Regions from separate parts of the Mus musculus genome. Here region 2 is linked to region 1. The links are chromatin contacts, called in public HiChIP or PLAC-seq maps. All regions are on one chromosome and are shown on one strand. Each heading gives the region's core, a stretch centred on a gene start, on an enhancer-like site or on the middle of the called end of the contact. The rest is flanking DNA. Distances are from core to core; before and after follow the strand shown.

Evidence for each region. HiChIP or PLAC-seq counts read pairs in DNA pulled down with a chosen protein or histone mark.
Region 2: an H3K4me3 HiChIP or PLAC-seq map of embryonic stem cells shows a contact between it and region 1, with 15 read pairs. The contact joins the promoter of Cc2d1b here to the promoter of Shisal2a in region 1. A contact is called at or near these places in 2 of 39 promoter capture datasets (hematopoietic stem and progenitor cells and neural stem cells), 1 of 15 datasets of contacts at CTCF or cohesin (the NIH/3T3 cell line), 2 of 484 Hi-C or Micro-C datasets (cerebral cortex and embryonic stem cells), 6 of 115 datasets of contacts at active chromatin or transcription factors (bone marrow-derived macrophages, embryonic stem cells and pancreatic cancer cells) and 3 of 9 other capture datasets (adipose tissue, liver and pancreatic islet).

The regions. Positions count from the first base shown.
Region 1 is chr4:108,382,122-108,385,933 of GRCm38.p6, reverse strand. It overlaps Shisal2a (shisa like 2A), which reads left to right and starts at 2,279. Exons shown (of 3, transcript NM_001099303.2): 1 at 2,279-2,772. The coding sequence starts at 2,591. Gm32297 (a long non-coding RNA gene) reads right to left here and starts at 2,711. Exons shown (of 6, transcript XR_003955247.1): 1 at 2,551-2,711.
Region 2 is chr4:108,618,553-108,622,088 of GRCm38.p6, reverse strand. It overlaps Cc2d1b (coiled-coil and C2 domain containing 1B), which reads right to left and starts at 2,133. Exons shown (of 25, transcript NM_177045.3): 1 at 2,016-2,133; 2 at 495-577. The coding sequence starts at 560. It overlaps Gm12743 (a long non-coding RNA gene), which reads left to right and starts at 2,234. Exons shown (of 3, transcript XR_003955254.1): 1 at 2,234-2,323.

The sequences.
Region 1 (3,812 bases), core at 1,030-3,529:
AACTAATGATGGAAGGATAGAGCAAACTACTGCACAGCACATGAGCATGAATACACACACACAAACATACACGCAGACACACACATATACATACACACTCACATACACACACAAACATACACACAGACACACACATACAAATACACTCAGAGACACACACATACACACACAGACATACACATACACACAAAGACACACAGGGACACACATACACACACACATTTTTAAGCAGACATGGCATACAGGATGAAAGATTGCCTGGCATACAATAGGGGACCAATAAATGTCTTCAGAAAAATATCATGAGGGAACATAATGGGTGCAACAAAGGAACATATTAAGGAAAGAGCTGGACCAAGGAACTTGGGGGCTTTAACACAGGATCACAGGGAACCTTCAGATGTAACGTAATGGTCTAGGGACATGTATGGGAAAACTACATGCTTGTTAATACCGGCCTCCAAATGCACTTCAGCTCTTCCTTCTAGAATCCAATCAAGGGACAACACAAAACAGACAAAAGCACGGTAATAGCATCTACAACTTTGTCACTATAGAAATGACCTTGAAAGTGTGATTCTCAAGGCTCACATCTATCCATCTTTTGACATTCTAAACTGCAGGATTAAATTGTGATTCAACGTAACTGACAGTCTTTGTGATCCTAAATAACTCCGACTTTGCCATTAAACACCATTATTAATATCGGCCCATGAGCTCCATCAAGAGTTTAAAGAAACTCCTGGGTAGGCAGGCAGGCATGGCAGCGCTCCTGATGGCCGTGTGACATTGTGCTGGTTTCTCTCAAGGGCATGATCCTTCCTCTGGGTTTCTAGGAGAAAGAAGTTAATTCCTCACTGGAAAGGATTTAGGGGATTGTCGTCCACCTCAGAGAGGCCTCCCTCCTTCCCAAAGGGCTCCTCCCCTTTGTCCCTTCTGGTAAATAGAGGTCAAAATGAGCCTTCAATAGAGTAGTGCCAGTCTTCAGTGATAACAGCTCAAGAGAAGAGTTTTCTGGGAATATTAACAGTTCTTCTTGGTTTGAGGTATTGGTAACAAAACCAGGGCCCTCATGCATACTAGGCAAATGATCTATCTACCATTATCTATCATCCATGCCAAAGGTAAGTTTTTGCTCATTTTTGAGATGAGATCTGTATTGCCAGGCTTGCTTTAAACTCCTGGACTGAAGCAATCCTCCTGCCTCAGCCTGCTGAATAGTTTGGACTAGTGGCATATGCCACCAGATCTGGCTCCTTTTTGTTTATTGTTTTGGCTGACCTTTAAAAGCATTGCCCTCTTAAAACCTTTGCTATTCCCTTACACAGAGCCCCTCTGTGCCTATGATCCTGGTCCTATATTGATCCCTCCCTGTTGATTCCTCCACCAAGCTGTTTCTCAAGGGCCAGCCCGGATCTGACCTTCAGGTCAGAGGCGTGGTGTACAATGGCATCTGTGGAACTGAACTGCCTTACAGGTCAAAGGGAAAAGAAGCCGTGAAGGGGGTCAGTTAGGCTTATACCCAGCCCCCTGCAGATCCATGATCCCACACACAGCTGCCACAGCAAAGGGATGCACCACACTATCTCCTACCATCCTCTTCTGTGGAAATGCAGAGCTAAGGCTCGGAGGGACTGGGTAAATCCTCAAAGATCCTTGTTCACCCTCTCAGGGTACACTGGAGAAACTGAGGCTCGGAAGCACCTTCAGACAGGAAGGAGAACACTGTCCTTGTAGTCTAGGAACAAGTTGTGAAGGTTGGCAACCCCTAATTGAGGTGGGGGTAAAGGCTTATTCCTGAGACAATTGCTTCAATGTCTTTGGCCAAGAGCAGGGAGTGCTAAGAGTGTGTGTGAACATTGTGTGTCAAAGAGAGAGCAGGAGAGGAAAAGAAAGGCAATCAAGACTTTGAAAATATTACTGGAGGGCAGGGTGTGGACACACACCCAAAATCCCAGCATTTGGGAGTTGGAAGCCAGTCATCAAGACATCCAGGCCAATGTGGAATACAGGAGGTTTGCTGAGAGTCAGCCAGACAACAGGGTTGAAATCCCATGAGCTAAGGAGCCTGGGGAAATGACTTGTCTCTCTCTGATTCTCAGCTGCCGTCTATACAATGAAAACCCTGGTCTTCAGGTTGCTTTGCCAGTTAAATGGAGTATTATTCATCAACCCCAGAGGACCCCGTTCTGCCTGTCTTCTGCGTAGCACACAACTACCCAGAGAAGGGTCCTGGCGGCCCGCACGGTGGTACCTCGCTCAGGCGAGAGCCTCAAATATCCACCTTGCCTCTCTGGCTGTCGCGTGGTGTCTCGGCAGCCGGGGCGAGGAGGCAGCCCCCACCCTGGACTGGGTCCCCACGTGCACCCCTGCCTCCGCGCCCGCGCACCTGACCACCGGGTCCCCGGGCGCCCCGTCCTCACCGCGCGCCTCCGCGCCTTTCGCCGTGCCTTTCTCTGCAGCGCCTCTACCTGCGCACTTCCCTGCCTGCCTGGCCCTCGGGCTCTTTCTCAAGATCTGCGGGGTCTCCGGCCGTTGTCTCTCGCTCACCCGCTGTCGGTCCGTCCGTCCAGGGAGCCAAGGAGGCGCGATGAGCGGCGCCTGCTCGAGCTACGTGAGCGCTGAGCAGGAGGTGGTGCGCGGCTTCAGCTGCCCGCTGCCAGGGGGCGAAGCGGCTGCTGTCTTCTGCTGTGGCTTCCGCGACCACAAGTACTGCTGCGACGACCCGCACAGCTTCTTCCCCTACGAGCACAACTACATGTGGTGGCTCAGGTACAGGCCCTGGCTCTAACCTCACCTTGAACCCCTTCTCCCATCTTATCCCACTAGCCCACCCGCAAGCCAGCCTCTTGGAAGCCCCCACCTTCATCTAAGTGCCCTTCCCTCAAATCATCCTTACTCCTCACTGATCCTACTCTTGCTTTGTACCACATCAAACCCTTAAAGCCCCATCTCAACTCCTTCTTCATCCTGACCCCAACCATAATTTAGAGCCCCACTTGAACCTGACCAGCACTACCCCCAAAGCACTCATTCTGTCCCTATTCTGAACTTCACTCTGCCATCACTCTCAACATAATCTCAAATCACAAGCCAACCTTCACCCTAACAGCAAATACTATCTTCAGACATACAGAGGAATCCCTAACTCTACCCTTAGTCCTCACAGCGGCTCTGAGCTCTGGATGCTGTTCCGGGTACCAGCACAGTCCCAAGCCCAGCTTTATGAATTCCCTATTACTACTGCAATCTTAACCTGCCTCAGCCTCCTCCTCAAGCCTGCCTGTAAACCGTCTCATCTGTTTACCCACAACTTGACTTTAATTGGCTTTAGACCTACATCCAAACCACAACCTCAAACCTTCATCCTCACCTGATGCTCCAACCCAACCCCATCTCAGCCCAGCCTCAGCCCTTCCCTTCCCTCTCACTCTCTTTACTGGACACTTATACTTGAGTCCTGGGGGTGTACTCTATGCTCATAAACCTGGGGGTCAAGGCTTCCTGCAAGTTCAGTGTGACACAGTGGCATAATGCCACAGCAGAGGCCAGTTCCAACCATTTTAATAGTGGGGTCTGGGTGCAAATATTTCATTTTCCCTGGCCGTTCAGAAACTGGGTTGCTTGGGCCAACTCTGACAATCCTGAAACCTAAGTATGGAGATGGAGGACAGTAGGTCTTAATACCTCTGAGTCCCCAAAGGGATCCAGAAAGTAGAGCCTGATCCTCCCCCTGCTCTGGGTAAGAGGTGTCAGCAAAACTGGGGTGGTCCATGGAGAGTTTTTTGTCCCTAACAGTACACGAGCAGAAG
Region 2 (3,536 bases), core at 884-3,383, 240 kb before region 1:
CATAGCATGAAATCTGCTGTCCTACCTATGTTCAAGTGTGAAGCTAAGGAACATTATACATTCCCATTGTTTTGCAACCATCACTCCAACCCACTCACAGAATTCACACGCAAAACCTGATCATACATCTAGGAAACACTAACCCATCTTCCCCTTTCCACCTTATTTTCTATGTCCATTATTTTGACTACTCATAGTCAACCCAACCTTAACTGGTTCTGTTGCTGTTGTTATTGTTGTTTTGATTTTTCAGTTTTTTAAAATAAATGTGTATGATAGTTGTTCCCATATATATGTATGTACAGCATGTGGCTGCAGTGCCGATGGAGGCCAAAAGAGGGCGTTGGATCCCCTAGAACTGGAGGTGGCTGTGGTCGTAAGCCACTAAGTAGCAAGCAGCTCGCACTCTTAACCACTGAGCCATTTCTTTAGCCACAAATGTTTAGAGATCCATACTCCATGTGGACCCGGGGTGAAGGAGACCACATCCATACCTGCTTGGCAGTCTCAGCACCCTGGCCACTGGTCTTAGGGCCCTTCCGAGGTCTTGGCCCTGGCATCTTGGCAGGCTAGATACCTATCAGGTGTAAAGTTGAAGAGACTCAGACTGGAATAGATGATGATATATGGCCCCCAACAGTGGTACCCGTGGTTAGGGAACTTACTCCCACGGGCTAAAACACCACTTTATAATTAATAGCACAGAGGCAAGGAGAGGTAGGGGACGGAAGGCAGGGGACCACTGTCAACAGAGGGATATGGGGGGTGGGGGTGGAAACACAATTTCTGAACTGACTGGTGACCATGGAAGGCAGACTTATGGAAGCAATTTGAGGTACAATGGTTTGGAAAGGCTTTTAAAAGCAGTGCTGTCGCCGGGCGTGGTGGCACACGCCTTTAATCCCAGCACTCGGGAGGCAGAGGCAGGCGGATTTCTGAGTTCGAGGCCAGCCTGGTCTACAGAGTGAGTTCCAGGACAGGCTGTCTGTTCTGCAAATAATGTGTCTATTTACATTTAAATTAAAAATTCAGCTCCTCAGTCATACCAGACAGATTTCAAGTGCTCAGTAGGTGAATCTGATTAATGGGTACCACTGGGCAGCACAGGCATGGATCGTTCTCATCATCAGTTCCCGTGGGCACTCTGCACCTGATTCAGTATTCAGATCCTCTGAAAGGTGTCACAAGTGGTCAGCGGGTACTGTAGCACCACCTGTCCAGCACTGGAAGGAACTCATTTGCTCCTACCTCAGGCTTCAAGGAAACAGACCCATGGGCAGACAACGACCACAGAGCAGCTGCAGGGACAATGGGTGCAAGAGGCAGCCCCTTATCGAGGACATAGAAAAGACATCTAGGAGAGGACGATGCCTGTGCTGAGTCATGAAGTTTGCACACTGGGGAATAGCAGAACTCCAAGCAAATCAAACGAACTGACACCAGTTCTGAGGTGAGAACTGGCTTGGCCTACACAAGGAGAAGAAACGCCCAGCACCACGGAGGCATAAACCAAACCGTAAGGCTAGAAATGAAGGCATGAACTAGGGGAGAAAGAGAAACAGCTTTAAGGCTTTAAAGACACTTGGGCGTTAGACACTGGGAAGCATTATGGGTTGATGCAGAAGGTGCCCAGGGAAGTGGGAGATCATATAGGGCGGGAAACCTCAGCCCTGAGCATCTTGCAAATCTATGAAGAAGCGTGAGGTGGCGTGGGGATTAAGAAACAAGACACGATCCCGCGTCCGGAGCGGGAATCAACAGGGCTGCGAGGTTCCCTGGTGTGAGCGCACAGGCGTAAGCCACTCCAAGTGTCACATTTCGGACTGCAGTCAACAGCGAAGCGTCAGCCGGGGTGGGGTGCGGGAGTGAAGGAGCTCGGGAGAATGAGATGCTCCGCTGCCGCAGGCCGGTCGCGGCCCTCCCGATGCCAGGCTCCGCCCGGCCCGACCCAAGCCGCCTCTATCTCCCCGGCCGCCCCCAGAGTCCACACGCCGGGAAGCGGGCACGTGGCATACCTCGCGGCGGATCCGAACCAAAACCGGGCCTTCTCGAGCCCGGAACCGCCTAGCTTTCCGCGGCCCCCGGGCGGCCGCGGCGGAGACAGCCACAGGAAGCTCCCGCCCAGGAGGCGGTGGCAGGCGCCCGGCACGTGACACCACAGCCGGCGGGTCGCCGTGCGCATGTGCGCGGGGAAGCGGGCGGGGCGCGCCCACAGGTGACGCCGAGGGTGGGGCCGGCTGCGCGCAGGCATCTTGGAGCAGGTAACGCGATACCGGCTGGCGGCAGCGTCGTGAGGTGTGGCGTGCTGCGTCCTTCACCCACGGTAGGCGTGCCCCATTCCTGCCGTAGTTTCTCCGAGAGGCCTCTTACCTGGTTCTCTTCGCGCGCCCCGGCGCTTCCGCGTCCTACTGGCTACCAATAGGCAGCCGAGCCGCGTCCCTGTGCTGAGATCCTGGAGGATGCGGCTTCCTCCAGTCTGTGCAGCTTAGGCACGGAAAACCAGCTCTCTGGGAAATAGAGCTCCTTTCTAGTCAGAGGGCAGGACAAAACTTCAGATTAGAGGAACCAAAGCCCTCGATTAACTGAGGCCGGAGCATCCCTGCAAGCTGAAGGGTCGCCTCTACCTCAAGGAGTCCTGTTATATGGGGATTGATGGAACTGACCTGCAGATAGACCAAACCCCGAGATACCCCACACCACGTGCGTAGTCTCACTTCGTGGAGAGACTGCAGGCTTCAGTTCTGATAGATCAGTTCTGCAGCCCTCGTGGTGGCGCATGCATTAAATCTCAGCACTCGGGAGGCAGAGGCAGAGTCCTTTAGTTTGCCTGCAGCTGGTCTAGTTTAGGCCAGCCAGGGCTACATAGTAAGAACTCTGACTCATAAACTGCCTTACTAAGGCAACTTCCAGAAGTTGTCTTCTGACCCTACACAGATGCAGGCCTGCCTGCACTCCGACATTCAAATTAACACACACAAATAATACACAGTAGATAGTGATTCCTACAGCTTTGGGTTTTTTCATTTGATTGTTTTCAAGGTCACACAGACCCACCTGCCTCTACCTCCTGAGTGCTGGGCTTAAAGAGTGCACCACCACCACCTGGCTGGTTTGTTTGAAACTTTCGTGTACTCAATCCTGACCTTGAATTTGATTTGTAGTGAAGGATGACATGGAATTTGTGATCCTCCTGTCTGCATCTCCTAGTGCAGGCATTACACCTCTGGGACTTCTGAGGTGCTGTCGATGAGACACAGAGATTTGTTCCTGCTAGAAGCACCCTGCCAGTCCAGCTACCTCCCAGACCTAGTCATACCCGTGTATGTAAATTAACAGGAGATGTGGCCACTGACTTCATCTCCCATTCTGCAACAGTTCCTTTTCAGTGGGGATCTGTCCTCTTACTGGACTCTCACTCCGGCCTGCCACAGGCTCCCAGATCTTGTGTTTCCCACATAACAGACTCAAATGAGCCAGAGTATAATTTAGGAGATAGTTTATAATAATAGAACAAGGAGGGTTAAGAGTGGATAATG